Linked DNA regions of Mus musculus: region 2 is linked to region 1. A link is a contact called in public ChIA-PET data. All regions are on one chromosome and are shown on one strand. Each heading gives the region's core, a stretch centred on a gene start, on an enhancer-like site or on the middle of the called end of the contact. The rest is flanking DNA. Distances are from core to core; before and after follow the strand shown. Region 1 overlaps Mgat4a (mannoside acetylglucosaminyltransferase 4, isoenzyme A). Region 2 holds the start of Mitd1 (MIT, microtubule interacting and transport, domain containing 1).

Region 1 (2,700 bases), core at 70-2,569:
CTGCTCTGTTAGGTTTGTCCCGCTTTCTACACCGGTTTGGTGTATTCCCTTCCCTTCTTCTCTTCATATCCTGTTTTGGCTTCATGCTGCAGTTATCAGTGTTCGGCAAACACTGTTGTCCTTTGGATGTTCTTCCTCCTGTCTTGATTGAGAAAAACTCAGCTAAGCTTCTCCTACAACTGTCCCATAGACTGTCAGGGTTAGTTTTTGTCAACTTGAAACAAACTTATGTACTTGGAAGTAGGAACCGGAGTTGGTAGGTTTGCGTCCATCCAGTTGACCTGTGGACATGTATGTGGGTGCATTTTTCTTGATTATTTAGTGATGTAAGAGAGCCCTGCCCACTGTGATCCTCCTGAAAATGGTCATACTTTTAACTTTTACATTATGACTATGCCCCATTGAGTTAGCTTCTGTCGAGGTATAAGGTAATGTGAAAGTTCCGACCATCACCCATTCATTAACCCAGTTGCTCGTGTTGAGAGAACACTGTGAACACCGTGACCTCTCTGACATATTTATTGAAAATTCAGTGACTGTTAGGTGTGTGTGTTTCCTGTTGTATTTCATTATCTGGATTTGGAGCTAAACCTCATGCCAGCACTTCACCGCCTCCTGTAGGTTGGTGGGAAGTACTGACGCCGCCGCACAGTCTGGTCCTACAGTTTTGGTCTGCTCAGGATTGCTTCAGACGTTGAAGCCCTTTGTGTTTCCAAACACCTTCAGAATCATTGCAGTGACGTCTCTATGGCAACATCTTCAGTTGAGTGTGGTTTTCTTTGTTCTTTTCCTTAAGGCAATGGTCAAGTCATTGACTGCAAGTTTCTTTTCCTTCGTCCTCTCCGTCCCCTCACCTCCCTCTGTCCTCTCTCTTCTCTCAGTGAGTTTGTTGATAGACTCTACTCAGAAACCTTTTTTCTTATTACTTTGTATTCTACTTGTATTTTTATGAGTCACTGAGGGTATGGGCTTTTAGGCTACTGGCTGACAGGGGATAAAGCTGTGTTCTAGGCACCTGGGCGATAATTATATTACTACTTCTACTACTACTATTTTACAAAAATAAACTTGCCAACTTTCCTTCAGCCACAGAGCTCTTCTTGCTTGTCACCTCTGGTCATGAGACAAAGCCATGCCCTCGAGAGTCTGGGAATTTCAGTTGTTAATATTTCAGAGTGAAGCGGGTGGTTCTTGTATCTGCGTCTCATTGATAACGGTTGTGTGATTTCCAGGAAGGAACTTGGGGACGCCTGCTGACTGTCTTAACCACTCCAAAGCTTTCTAAGGCTCAGTCTTTCCTGTTAGATTCTCACTTTGTGTGCTTTGGGTGAGGTTAGTCGCCTGTGCAGTTTTAAACCTTTCCTCCCCTGAAGTACATGAGGCATATTGCCAGCCTCAGCCACGGCTCTCACTCACTGGAATTATGTTTTCTCAGACTCTTTCTCTTGTTGAATGAGTGTTTATTGAAGTACCACTGTGAAGCAGGTGCTGGGGACAATGACAGATAAATTCCCCGATCTGAAATTTGTACAAGAGTATTTCTTTCTGTCACGATGGCTCTCTGTTTTCGGGGGGAGATTAACTCCTAATTTGATGTACAGATTGCTGAGCAGTCCGTGCAGCACTACCGTTGGCTCTCCGATATCTATCCTGGCTGTGAATGTCTGTCCTGGCTCCATTCCCTGAGTTCTGTTTGCATTTTTTCACCTCTGAGACCTCAGAAGTCTTGGGGCTCAGGGTAGCTGGCAGGAGGAGGAGACACAGACCCTGTGACTCTGTCTTGTCTCTGTGGCATTCACAGCCACAGTTCTTTCAGTTTTGCTTTTCTGCTGCTTTGTTCCTAAAAAGATGCACGCAGAGATGATGGGTGGGGTTTTTTTTTTCTTTAGCAATGTAAGCAATTCAAAGCTATAAGCTCCCTCTAAGAACCATGTTAACTATATCTCAAGTTCTTTTTTTTTTTTAAGCTTAAAGAGAAGGAGGGTGGATGTGAATGACTATGAATGGGAGTGTGCACCACATGTGTGGTACCCGCAGGGGCCAGAAGTGGCAGATCGCCCCAGAGCTGGAGTTATAGGTGATGGTTGTGAGCTGCCTGGTATAGTTGCCAGGAACCAAACACAGGTCCCCTGCAAGAGCAGTCACTGCTCTTAACTGCTGAGCCATCTCCCCAGCCCCTGCACCCCATACATGCCCCCTGGTTTTCTCATTCAGATCAGAATACTTTCTAAGTTCCTATGTAATTTTTTCCCTTGACCCATGGGTTACGTAGAAATGTGTTTTTACATTCTTACCTATTTGAGAATTTCTCACAATCCCCACTGTTAACCAATCTCCACTTCAAACCCTCTGTAGTCAGAGAACACCATTTACGTGGTGGTGTCCCTTTCAGCCTTCTCAGTACTCGTTTGTTGGCTTCTGTGCTTCATGTGCGCCCAGAGGAAATGGATCCTGCCTGTATGCTTGCATGACATATTTTCATAGAGGTGTTTAGTAGGTTGAGTTGGTAAAATTACTAGAGTTTAGGGTTAAAGTTTTGTCTTCAGAGTCCCAGTGGGCTAGCCTCGGCTACACATCCAGATGATCATTGATGGGCTAGCCTCAACCACACCTCCAGATTATTGTTGATGAGAACAGAGAAAGGACTTTGCTTCAGTCAACACGGCCATGTGAGACAGAACAATTGAAGGGCTTCAGGAC
Region 2 (2,962 bases), core at 351-2,850, 410 kb before region 1:
CCCTGCCAGCACTTCTGCACCTTGCCTTACTTGAGTACTCGTGTTCTATTGTACTTTGCTGGTTTACCATTTAGTGGCTGTCTCCACTCTGTACACGGGACAGTGCCAGAAGACAAGGACTTTATATTTTGGTTTGGATCTGCTCAAGTCATAGATGTGTCTCTCAAAGCAGCTTCGGCACTCAAGATTCTCTGCTGAAGTTTAATTTCAGATATAAGCAGGCAGCACCATCAAAACTGCTTTTTGTTGTTGTTGTTTTTCCTTTTGGTGAGGGAAGGTACTGGGGATTGAACCCATAGCCTTGCATACAGAATATAAGTGCTCTGAGCTGCAACTCATTTCAATACAGTAGGCATTATTCTTATGTGCGTAGCTTTTGGACCTTGAAGCAATTATACTGCCATCTACTGTACAACAACTTTCCTCTGTACTGTTGCAAATACCAGAAAAATGGGGCTGGAGACATGGCTCAGCAGTTATGAGCACTGGCTGCTCTTCCAGAGGTCCCACATTTAATTCCCGGTGACCACCTGGAAGCTTACAAATGTTTTTTTAACTCTATCTAGTTCCAGGGGATCTGACTATCTTCTGGCCTCCATGGGCACTACACGCACATGGTGTAGATATGACAGGCAAAACACCCATACACATAAAAATAAACTGAAAAATACCATTTATCACATGGGATATATAACCTATTTCTATTTTCTAATATGTTAATATATGAGTATACACAGAAAAACAAAAGGCTGCCAAAACCATTTTTCCTCTCCCTCACCCCGAAAGGTTTGCTGGAGTTTTGTTGTTGTTTTGCTTTTTTACAATGGTTATGCACGTAAACAGCTCTTTACCCCTAAACTACAACACCAGCTCGTAAGTGGTTCTTTAATTAATTTCTCTTTCTAAAGGGTCAAGGTATATATCTATAACGAGGAGTGAACATTCCTGAAAATACAGAACACTGAATTTCCCGTGCAATCAACCGCGTTCTCTGAAATCAACAAATGTCTCTCTTCTTCGAATTCCCAGGACGTAAAGGTAGTAGGCAGCCGTCATAACGGCCTCTCAGCCACCAAAAGCAGCTGCTTTAACAAGTGACAATCACAGGGGCCTGCAAAATCACTGTCTTTAATAAACAGCAACTCCAAAAACTCAGCACTCTAAAATCGCAACATCTTAAAATTAAGCAAGTTTTGCCTTCTTAAAAAAAAATAATAAATTTCACTGACGCTTGGATGGCTCGGACCTAGATCTACACGAGTGAGACTCTCAGAGACACGCGCGTCGCAGCACGACTCGAATAAAGTGACAACCTGGCTGCTTTCAGAAGATCAAGAAATAGGTCTGCGGGACCTCCAACTCGAAACAGAAAGAAAGTCATTTCGTAACTGCAGAGAGAGCCTCTAGCTCCCACGACCGCACTCACCGGCGACCGCTGTGTCCACTCCGAACGTCCCCGCAGCCGGAAGGAGAGGAACAGAGGCAGGTGGACCCAGTGCAACATTCAAACCACGCCGTTGCCGTCACAGACCGTACGGTTCTTTGGTTCCGGGAAAGGTTTTTTTTTTTTTTTGTCCCGGCCCATTCACAACGCGCCATAGAAGACAGCGCAGGCGCAGCGGCGTCACGCGTGCGCTTCCTGGAAGCGCAGTGGGTCAGCTCTTGGAATTTGCTGGCGGTGCCCAGGAGTTGTCACAGTGATGGCTAAGTCCAGCCTGGGACAGGATTCCGATAGCACTGCGGCGGTGGCGGTACTAAAGCGGGCAGTAGAGCTGGATGCAGAGTCCCGGTACCAGCAGGCTCTGGTGTGTTACCAGGAGGGGATTGACATGCTCTTGCAGGTTCTGAAAGGTGAGCGAGTTTCGGTTTCCGCTCTGTCTGGGACTGAGCGGAAACTTAAGAAAACGAAACTTACTAACTACCAGGAAGCATTCAAATTCAGGAGTTATATTCTGATAATCTGCAGGACAACGGAGGTGGTGGCCTTTGCAATAGACCGATGTTATCGCTAAGGACCATAAGAGGCATAACCAAATATAATCTATAAGGCTTGATAGGTCTTGCGTTTGAATCAATTTTATTCTTCGTTGTTGTCAGTTTGTGACATGATTTTTCTCCTTCCTCTGGCTCACCTTCCTGCCCTCACCCCAACTATGATCCATTGAGTTTCACTAGGGTGGAAGTTTGTTTACAGAGCTATGTGCACGTTACCAGCGACTACAGCACTGACTAAATTGTCTCTCCCTCCTCCATCAATGATTATATATTCATTCTCAAGATGGGGGTGCATTCCACGGCCATTTATTCTATGTGCACCAACCAGTTGTCAGTCTCTGCAGTCACTACCCGGTACTGGTGGAAGAGGCTTCTCTGACCATGTGGACTACAGCACTGCTCTATGGGCATAAACATAATGAGGTAGAGGGCAGTTTGGCAGATACATCATGTTGATTTAATAAAACTACAGCAGTAGTAGTACGGCCCCTAGGGCCTAGGACCGCCACAGTCTTGATTTTTAGTTAGGTATAAAGTACCAGATGAGAGTCCCTCTTGTCAAGCAGACTTCACATCCAATCAGAAAGCAGTTGGGTACCACATTTACCACGATTGCGCCAATGGGCTCATCTTTCCCAGATGGTTGGTTTTAACAGAGGGAGTGGCTGAGTAAGACATTTCTCCCCCAGCAGCTTGAGTAGCACCATCCAACACCGTGGTACTATCCAACAAGGAGGACGCTTTCAACCAGCTCCAGTTTGTTCTCGACCTGTGGTCAAGGCATGTGGCATCTTTAGCAATAGGGTCTTATGAATGAGTTTTGATGGACATCCAAAAGCAGGGGCAATCCTGTATTGTTTGGGGGGAACTCACAGCCCACTCTCAGCACTGGGGTGTATCTATCTATCTATCTATCTATCTATTTATTTTTCCTATTTATTTGTTTAGTAAGTTGTGTTTCTGGGAG

What was found. ChIA-PET counts read pairs in DNA pulled down with a chosen protein or histone mark.
Region 2: an RNA polymerase II ChIA-PET map of effector CD8 T cells shows a contact between it and region 1, with 25 read pairs. The contact joins the promoter of Mitd1 here to the enhancer-like site in region 1. A contact is called at or near these places in 1 of 39 promoter capture datasets (cranial neural crest) and 5 of 115 datasets of contacts at active chromatin or transcription factors (bone marrow-derived dendritic cells, bone marrow-derived macrophages, effector CD8 T cells and 2 more).

The regions. Positions count from the first base shown.
Region 1 is chr1:37,477,195-37,479,894 of GRCm38.p6, reverse strand. All of the region lies in intron 5 of Mgat4a (mannoside acetylglucosaminyltransferase 4, isoenzyme A), which reads left to right. Among named protein-coding and RNA genes, the nearest start is that of Gm39627, 25 kb to the left of the region's middle. Within about 2 kb of position 1,319, at least 101 of the 459 cell types and tissues checked have an H3K27ac peak or open chromatin away from gene starts, as enhancers often do. A contact at or near this core is called in bone marrow-derived dendritic cells, bone marrow-derived macrophages, effector CD8 T cells and 1 more, where this site is marked.
Region 2 is chr1:37,889,049-37,892,010 of GRCm38.p6, reverse strand. It overlaps Mitd1 (MIT, microtubule interacting and transport, domain containing 1), which reads left to right and starts at 1,600. Exons shown (of 7, transcript NM_026913.3): 1 at 1,600-1,851. The coding sequence starts at 1,701. It overlaps Mrpl30 (mitochondrial ribosomal protein L30), which reads right to left and starts at 1,534. Exons shown (of 6, transcript NM_027098.3): 1 at 1,427-1,534.